Linked DNA regions of Gossypium hirsutum: region 1 is linked to region 2. The links are chromatin contacts, called in public Hi-C maps. All regions are on one chromosome and are shown on one strand. The core of a region is the stretch at or near the end of the contact, and the rest is flanking DNA. Distances in the headings are between cores, read along the strand shown.

Region 1 (4,374 bases), core at 1,493-3,992, 350 kb before region 2:
AAATTCAATCCTCCTAATTATGCCATGTGAATTTTATAATTTCCACATAATTTTCTTGCTAAATGGAACTGTGTGTTTTGCACGAATAAAAATCATCTCTTTAGTTTCTTTCTCCTTCACCTTCTACTTGCTCTCCTCAAAGTTGATCAAAAAAGTTAAACTAAACCTAGAATTTGATACTCGTGAATTTCAGGCCACCGTACCCCAACCACAAGTCGATTCGAAACTTTGACCCCTAATAATTTTCATCTAAACTCTTCAAATCTAACCTTTGTATTATTCATAGCTAGATCGAATCATGACTCTTAAACTATTTGAGTTGACCTTCAAATGTTTCATTGCTAAGCTAACTTGAAGACATAGATATTATAGTAAAGAATGTAGTAAGTAATCTTCACCTTCAAGTTCTTTGCTTTTGACTTAAAAGAAAGAAGGACTTTCATTTAACTCCATTAATGCTCATAAATAGAAAATTTGTCAAGAATCATTCAAAGAAAAATAATTGCATTTACAATGAACAAAAAAAAAATCATTTTTCAAACTAATACTATAAATTTCATTTTTTTTGGTCTTAGACTTTTTTATTTTTCTATCAAATTTTCATTGTTCTCTGCAAGGTTTTTGAAATAAACATATGCACACACTCTTATAGTAATGATAATTGTATCACACCTTACATTTTTCTTCTAGCGTTTTCGAGTACTTAGGCACAAAATAGCTTTGAAACAGAGGTTGGATTTGAAGAGTTTTACGAGGAAAAACCTAATTTTTAGGGTTTCTGAGCATTCTAAAGTTCATAAATACATACTAGAAGAGGACTTAAGGGAGCACGCAAAGAAGAACAAAGAAATTACTTGAAGAACACCATTGGAAGCAACTCAGAAGCGGATCTCATTCAAGATTGAAGATCTCCATTTAATTTCTCTAGAAGTTTTATTGGGTTTCTTTATGTCTTGCTGCTATCTTAACATTGAGATGTTTTAATTCCAAATTATGAACTAAATTCCCTAGATACCTAGGGAAAATGAAACCTATGATGAATCTTATTATTTGAGCTCTGAATTACATGATAAATACTTGATTCTTGTTCTCAATTATGTATGCTTATTTCATGTTTTAATATTTTCAAGATATTAATTCATGTTAAATGTGCTTATCTCAGTGGAGCAAAAGTCTCTGTTTAAGAGTAAATCTAGTATAATTGAGTGGAGTTGCATGCAATTCTAGAAATAGGACGACATAAATCTATCGGATTAGAGTCAAATTTAATAAGAGAACTCATAGATCGAGTTAATGCGACAATAGGGGCTTTAATTAGAAAGAGATTTCAATTAATCAACCTAGAGTTAGTTGTTCTTACTCTCGAAAAAGATGTTAACATAATTTAGGGATTTCTACAGATCAAGGCACAAGTGAATAAATCGTTTAATTCAGATTCAGAATAATAAGTGAAGTCTAGGTGGATTCTTTCCTAGGTATTGTTTATCTCATTGGTTTTATTCGATTATTTTCCTAATTCACTCTCTGTTGCGTTCTTAATAATTAGTTTAGTAAATTTAGATTAAAAATAATCATCCCAATTTACCGGCTAAATAATAGAAAAATAGTAATTACTAGTACTTTTAGTCCTCGTGGATACGATATTCGCTACTCACCTTAATTATACTATTGCTTAATAGGTGTGCTTGCCTTTATCGTAATTATAGTTAGTTTAGTAACCATCAACACTTTTATAGTAATGATAATCGTATCACACCTTACATTTTTCTTCTAGTGTTTTCGAGTACTTAGGAACAAAATAGCTTTGAAACAGAGGTTGGATTTGAAGAGTTTAGGTGAAAATTACCATGGGTCGAAGTTTTGGATCAACTTGTGATGGAGGTATGGTGGCTTGAAATTTGTGGGTGTCAAAGTTTGGGTTTAGTTTAACTTTCTAATCAACTTTGGAGAGAGCATTAAAGGGTAAAGGAGAAAGATGGTGAAGAAATGATTTTTATTGGTGTAAAACGCATTGTTTCATTTAATATGGAAATTAGAAAATTCACATAGCATATTTAGGTGGATTAAATTTATCTTAGTTAGCGCGATGCGACCATTTCATTAAGAGTTAACAAATGGCTAAAAAGAGTAATCTTAAAAAATTTTAGTGACTAAATTATAACTTTTTATAATTTAGTGATCAAAATAAAAAATTATATATAGTTAGTGATGAATGTTATAGCTTACCTATAATAAAATTTAGTTTATAAAAAATACGATATTTAAATCATTTCTCGATTTAATTAGAACTTATTGATGATTTAAACAAAATAATAATATAAATAAGTTGTTATCGAATTTGAATAGCAGTTTTATACTTTTGTAAATTTATTAAATTTAAATGGAACCATATTTATTGAGACTGATTTTGTTAGTATTGTTTATTATTTTTTGGAATTTAATAAAATGAATTAATTCTTTGAAAAATATATGTAAAATTATCGATGTGGCATCCTTTTCAATCTAGTCAAAACAAAATACCAAGATTTAAGGAGCCTCTATATTTTACACTTGTCGATCCTTCTGGACTTTCAAACTTTTGACATGATTGATGACATAATAGAAAGTATCTTGGATAATCTAAAGTAAATTTCATTTAATAAAGAGTATGACCCACACTATTCAATAAAATTAATTAAATAAAGCAAATTTCAAATCACCCCCTCGCTTTTTTATTTTTTTTTAAATTTCTTTTTAAATTTAATATTTCCTTCCTTTTTTCCTGCAAATGAAACTTCTCCTCAACTTCGCTCTGAATTAAGCCTATAAATTAGAGCATTGGCCAGTTCGATTGAGCAACCAAAGCAAGCAAATTTTAAAGCTTTTAAAAACACAAAATCAAAGCAAACTATTTTCACTGATTTTTATTTTTCCTTTTCAAAATCTCAGTTTTTTTCTTACCTCATTCAATTGACTGTTTCGATCTCTTTTGATTTCTTAAAACAAAACAGCAAAAACCCTTTTTTTTATTTGGTTTGGTTTTTCATTATGGCTCCAAGCTTGACGAAGGTTAGTTCTGGTGTTTCAGGCCTAGTTGATGGCCATAACAACCAGTCATTAATCTCACTGGAAGGCTCAAACTTCATTGCCAATGGCCACGTTTTTCTCACTGATGTCCCTGCTAACATCACTGTTACTCCTTCCCCTTATGTTTCCACCACTGACAAATCAATTCCCAGTGTTGGATCCTTTGTAGGGTTCGGCACTGTTGAATCGGACAGCCGCCATGTTGTTCCCATTGGGAAGCTGAAGAACATCAAGTTTATGAGCATTTTCAGGTTCAAAGTCTGGTGGACCACTCATTGGGTTGGTTCCAACGGGAGCGACCTTGAAAACGAAACTCAAATGGTGATCCTCGATAGATCAGACTCCGGCAGGCCTTATGTCCTCCTCCTCCCTCTCATCGAAGGCCCTTTCAGGGCTTCGCTTCAGCCCGGAACAGACAACAACGTCGACGTTTGTGTCGAAAGCGGCTCGACGAAGGTGGCTGCAGCCAGCTTCCGGAGTGTTGTTTACGTTCACATCGGCGAAGATCCGTTCATTTTGGTGAAGGATGCCATGAAAGTGATTAGGACTCACCTTGGAACCTTCAAGTTGTTAGAAGAGAAAACCCCACCAGGGATCGTGGACAAATTTGGTTGGTGCACGTGGGACGCATTTTACCTTACCGTGCACCCTCAAGGTGTTTGGGAAGGTGTGAAAGGTCTTGTCGACGGTGGGTGCCCACCAGGGCTGGTGCTGATTGATGATGGGTGGCAATCCATTAGCCATGATGAGGACCCCATCACTAAAGAAGGCATGAATTGTACCGTGGCCGGGGAGCAAATGCCATGCAGGCTCTTGAAGTTTCAAGAGAATTACAAGTTTAGGGACTATGTTAGCCCAAGGAGTTTGGCTAATGGTTCCACTAATAAGGGCATGGGTGCCTTTATCAAGGATCTTAAGGAGGAATTCAACACTGTAGACTTTGTTTATGTGTGGCATGCCCTGTGTGGATATTGGGGTGGTTTAAGGCCTAATGTCCCTGGATTGCCGGAAACCAAGGTTATTAAGCCGGAATTGTCTCCGGGATTGAAGAAAACGATGGAGGATCTTGCCGTCGATAAGATTGTCAATATTGGTATCGGATTAGTGCCGCCGGAGATGGCTGATCAACTTTATGAAGGAATTCATTCTCATTTGGAAAATGTTGGAATTGACGGAGTTAAAGTTGACGTGATTCATGTAAGTGATTACTACTATTATTTTTAATTAAAAGAATTTAATTTATTTTAAAATATTTAGATGTAATTGTTTCTTAAAAGAATGATTTTTTTTTAAATATGAGTTTTAATA
Region 2 (4,416 bases), core at 368-2,867:
TTAAGTCACTGGACTGTTAAAATCGATGCTACATAGATTTCTTTATCTGTATTATCTGCACTAACCGAAAGTTCTCTTTCCCCTTCTCTTCTATAGTTCAGTTTTTTCATGAAATAACTTTGAATGTCACAAATTGTGAACCAAAATTCAAATGAATTTTTTTCTTCAATCTTCGACACTGACTGTTAAATCAACTTAGATCTAAAGTATGTTCTTTTACTCATTGATAGATATTGATCTCCTGTATCAATCATCGAATCATCGCTTGGAGTTCACTTCTGGAACTTTAAAAAAATACTTAACAACCCAGTGATTTAAATAAAAACTTTTGAATAGTTGAGTGACTTAAATGAAAACTTTAAAATAATTTAAGGACCAAATTATAACTTTTTTAATCAAGTGACCAAAACAAAAACTTATCTATACTTTTGTTGCTAATGGTGTAGTTTAACAATATGAATACGTATACTATTATTTGTGAAGTTTAATTTTTTTGACTATTCCGTTGGTATGAATTTGCTACTTCCTATAAATTTCATTTTAATTAGGCACAATATAATTTTCGACCCCTGAACTTGATAAGTAGGTCCATATTGGTTCCTATACTTTATTTGTATTCATTTTGATCTCTGAACTTGAAAATTGTTATTCATTTAAGCCTATTCTGTCACGTGAAAAAAAAATGGATAATGTAACTTTTGGCCCCTAAACTTGACAAGTAGGTCCACATTGGTCCATGAAATAGACAATTAGGTTTCCTTTAAAACTTGTACTCCTTTTTTATCCATTTTGATCATTGAAATTGAAAAATCTAAAAGTTAAATGTTGCGGCTCTCTAAGATTGTGCCACAACATTACTTGAAAAATAAAAAAAAATTTAGATGATGAGGTGGTACAATCTCAGAGTGTTATATTTAGTGTTTCAATAAATTCAGATAATTGAACAGGTTAGACCACCAATTCTCAATTCAACAAGTTTAATTGGTTCAATTGTCAAACTAACAATAATTAAATAATTAATTAAAAATTCATAAAAATCTAAAAGAAGTAAAATCGCATTTATATTTTTTACTTCTTTTTAGATTTTTATGAATTTTTAATTAATTAATTATTTATTATTGGTTCAATGGTTAACTGGTTGAATTGAGAACTGGTGGTCTAACCTGTTCAATCATAGGTTCGATTATTAAAACAAAAACTATGACACTTTAGGATTGTACCACATCATCATCTAAAATTTTTTTTTTAAAGAGTGTCACATCATTAAACTTTTAGGTTTTTTAAGTTTAGGGATCAAAATAGATCTAATTGTCAAGCTTAAAATTAACCCAAAAAAGTATAGGTACTAAAGTGAACCTAGTGGTCAAATTTAAGGGCTAATGTGGACCTACTTGCCAAGTTCAGGGGCCAATATGGACCTATTTGCCAAGTTCAGAGGTAAAAAGTTATATTATCTTCTTTTTTTTCACGATCATTAACAGAATGAGCTTAAATAAATAATGATTTTTAAGTTCATGAGTCAAAGTGGATAAAAAAATTTCAGGCCAATATAGACCTAATTATCAAGTTCAAGGCCAAAAGTTATATTATCCCTTATAATTAACTCAAATTGAAAAAAAAATAAAAAAAGAAAATAAAAGAGAAAGAAAGCAGTTCTACCGAACCTTCAATAACCCTAACACCAGCTAATCCGCTCCTTCAATCTCAGTCCGCGCGTATGATTTACGCTCGATTCAATTTTTCTTTCAAAGCTCCCCTTATGCGCATTGCGCACCCTTCCCCCTGCTTCTTCACATCCTCCATTTCCTTTGCTCGAACTCAGCTTAACGTTTCTCTAAAACCTTTGCCTTCTGTTTCTTCTTCTTCCATGGCGGATCCTAGCAACTTCTCAACTGTATCCGCCGAAGATGAGGCGAAGTATGGCTTCACGCGCGAGGAGATGTACTCGAGTAACCTTGCTGGCACCGTCAATCCTTACGACCGTCACTTGTTCCTCCGCCATAGGTCCTATACCGATTGGGCTTCCCGCGTCGAAGAGGATTCCCTTCCTAAGCTTTTCTCCTCCACTCTTAAGTCTCGCAAAAACGACATCCCTGTTAAGGTTCGTTCTTCTTGTTTCTATCAGTTCACCATTGCCTTTAAGGTTTGAATTTCAATTGATCTTTTTTTTTCCTTCTCTTTTTTTCTTTGATAGACACTGTTGACGGTTATTGAAGGAGAGCAATCTGATGGAGATGTGCTGATTTTCCCTGAAATGATCAAATACAAGTAAGTTTTCCTTTACTGTCTTGAATGTTTTAGAACTAATATCCTTTTTAGATATTGTTGACTTTCCTTTACAAGATCGGATGCTGTAAAACCGAATAGATTTTTAGTGAGAAATTTACTTTTCAAAAAAATTATCGGTTTAAGAATCTGATTCCCCCCCCCCCAAAAAAAAAGTAAAATGATTTCTGATTTGGTTATTTGTAAATCATGAAAGTAGCCTTTCTTGAATTATTGACTTCATTTTTTTTTATAACAGTAGACAATAATTTTCATGCTTAACTAAATGGTGAAATGTGTCAAAAGTTGAAGGTCTGACTGTGTCAATGCAATCCTCCTGTAAATTGTAGGCCAGCATATCATGCGCTAGAGTTTGCTTTATTTACTATTTTCTAATGCTTATATGTTGAGTTGAGATAGAATATTTTTCTTTTTTTGTTTGAAAAATAATGGGAAAATTCTATTAATAGATTATGAGATAAGGGATTCTTATGCTGAGGATCTTTTGTTGTTCTGATGGTAGGGGTTTGACTGAGGGTGATGTGGATGGCTTTGTTGAGGATGTGCTTGTGAATGGCAAACCATGGGCTTCCGGAGTGCAGGAGACGTTTACTGGTTCTTATGTCTTTGTGTGTGCTCATGGTAATCGTGACAAGAGATGTGGTGTATGTGGACCAATCCTGATTGAAAAGCTGAATGAGGAGATTGCATTGCGAGGATTGAAGGATCAGGTGTTTGTAAATGCTTGCTCTCACATTGGAGGGCATAAGTATGCTGGGAACTTGATTATCTTCAGTCCAGATTCCAAGGGAAAAATTACGGGCCACTGGTAATATCTACATCCCTGTCTCATCATGCTTCTTTGTATTGGATGGATTTTGATGTAATTGATTACTTCGCCTCAAACAATTGCAGGTATGGCTATGTTACTCCTGAAGATGTACCTGAATTGCTGGATCAGCACATTGCGAATGGCAAAATAATAGAACGTCTTTGGAGGTTTGTGGATTTTGACATTTTGTTTGTGCTGAACCTAAGTTAGTTAATGTGTAGTGTGCCCCTTTTGTTCCATTTCTGATGATATTCATCTATTCAAAATGGGTTTACTACCTCAATCTTTTGTCTGAACATGCTTAAAATGCATAAATTTGAAGTTATTCATTGAAAGAGTATCTAATTTACCATTAGACCTGTATGATTTACTGCAGCTGCTGAAGCCGTTCCTAGCATTGATTATCTTAACTGCTGACAAGGCAGTAGCTAATTGACTCTTAGCTTTATTTTGCACTAATACTACTTCAGAACTCTCTCTGGAGGCTGTCCTTTACTTGATTTCTGTGTAATGTTCTGATGAATGTTTCTTTTCTGACTTCATGCTACTTATGTTGGGCTTTTTTTTTTTGTATTTTTTTGCTAGGATTTTAGGGAAAATCATTTAAACAAGTGCTATTTACGCAATATACGGTCCTTTTTGTTTATGGGAAGCCCCATATCTATCAAATGGCTAATTCCTTATGCCTTAACAAACTTTTAGTTATTCCTTTTTCTGTTTTCTTTTCTTTTATAGTTAGTTTTACTTGCCATATTGCTTTGACTCTTCATTTGAGTCCCTGTGTCTGGCATTCGTGTCTAACCCGTATTTGGACATGGTACCAGGAGATGGCCCTCCAAAGATCCTTAAAATACATGAAAAAACTTAGAAATTTTTATTGCATTTGTGCTGGACACGTACTGTAGCTGATGCAATTAAGTTGAATAGCATAGTTCCTTGCAGCTACATGTGAAATGAAATAAATGCTTCTAACCATGTATTAACCCATACATCTGCAGGGGTCAAATGGGGGTTTCTACTGAAAGTGGTGATGGAACAGGGGAACAGAAGCTTCCGAATGGGACAGAAGTGAAGAAAAATGAGAAGCCTGAAGAGTCAACTGTTCAAAAGACCAGGGAAAATGTCGGCGGTTGTTGCCAGGGTGCTAATGGGTCTAGCTGTTGCATGACTGCTAGCTCGGAAGTAAGTGAAACAAAGAAAACTGAAGAAACAACAAAAGCTCATGGAAAAAAGGGGCTGTGCGGTTTGACAAGTTGGGTAGGATCATGGGATCAACGTGATGTTCTTACAGCAGCAGCGGTGGTTGGAGCTGTGGCAAC

The links. Hi-C and Micro-C count contacts between places; a contact is called where the count stands out from the background.
Region 1: a contact with region 2 is called in a Hi-C map of leaf, with 1.7 times the contacts expected there. The contact joins the promoter of LOC121229581 here to the promoter of LOC107897909 in region 2. A contact is called at or near these places in 2 of 34 Hi-C or Micro-C datasets (both in leaf).

Annotation. Positions count from the first base shown.
Region 1 is chrA05:99,072,802-99,077,175 of Gossypium_hirsutum_v2.1, reverse strand. It overlaps LOC121229581 (probable galactinol--sucrose galactosyltransferase 5), which reads left to right and starts at 2,742. Exons shown (of 4, transcript XM_041114231.1): 1 at 2,742-4,263. The coding sequence starts at 3,028.
Region 2 is chrA05:98,719,082-98,723,497 of Gossypium_hirsutum_v2.1, reverse strand. LOC107897909 reads left to right here and starts at 1,617. Exons shown (of 5, transcript XM_016823513.2): 1 at 1,617-2,101; 2 at 2,195-2,268; 3 at 2,789-3,094; 4 at 3,181-3,264; 5 at 4,096-4,416. The coding sequence starts at 1,718.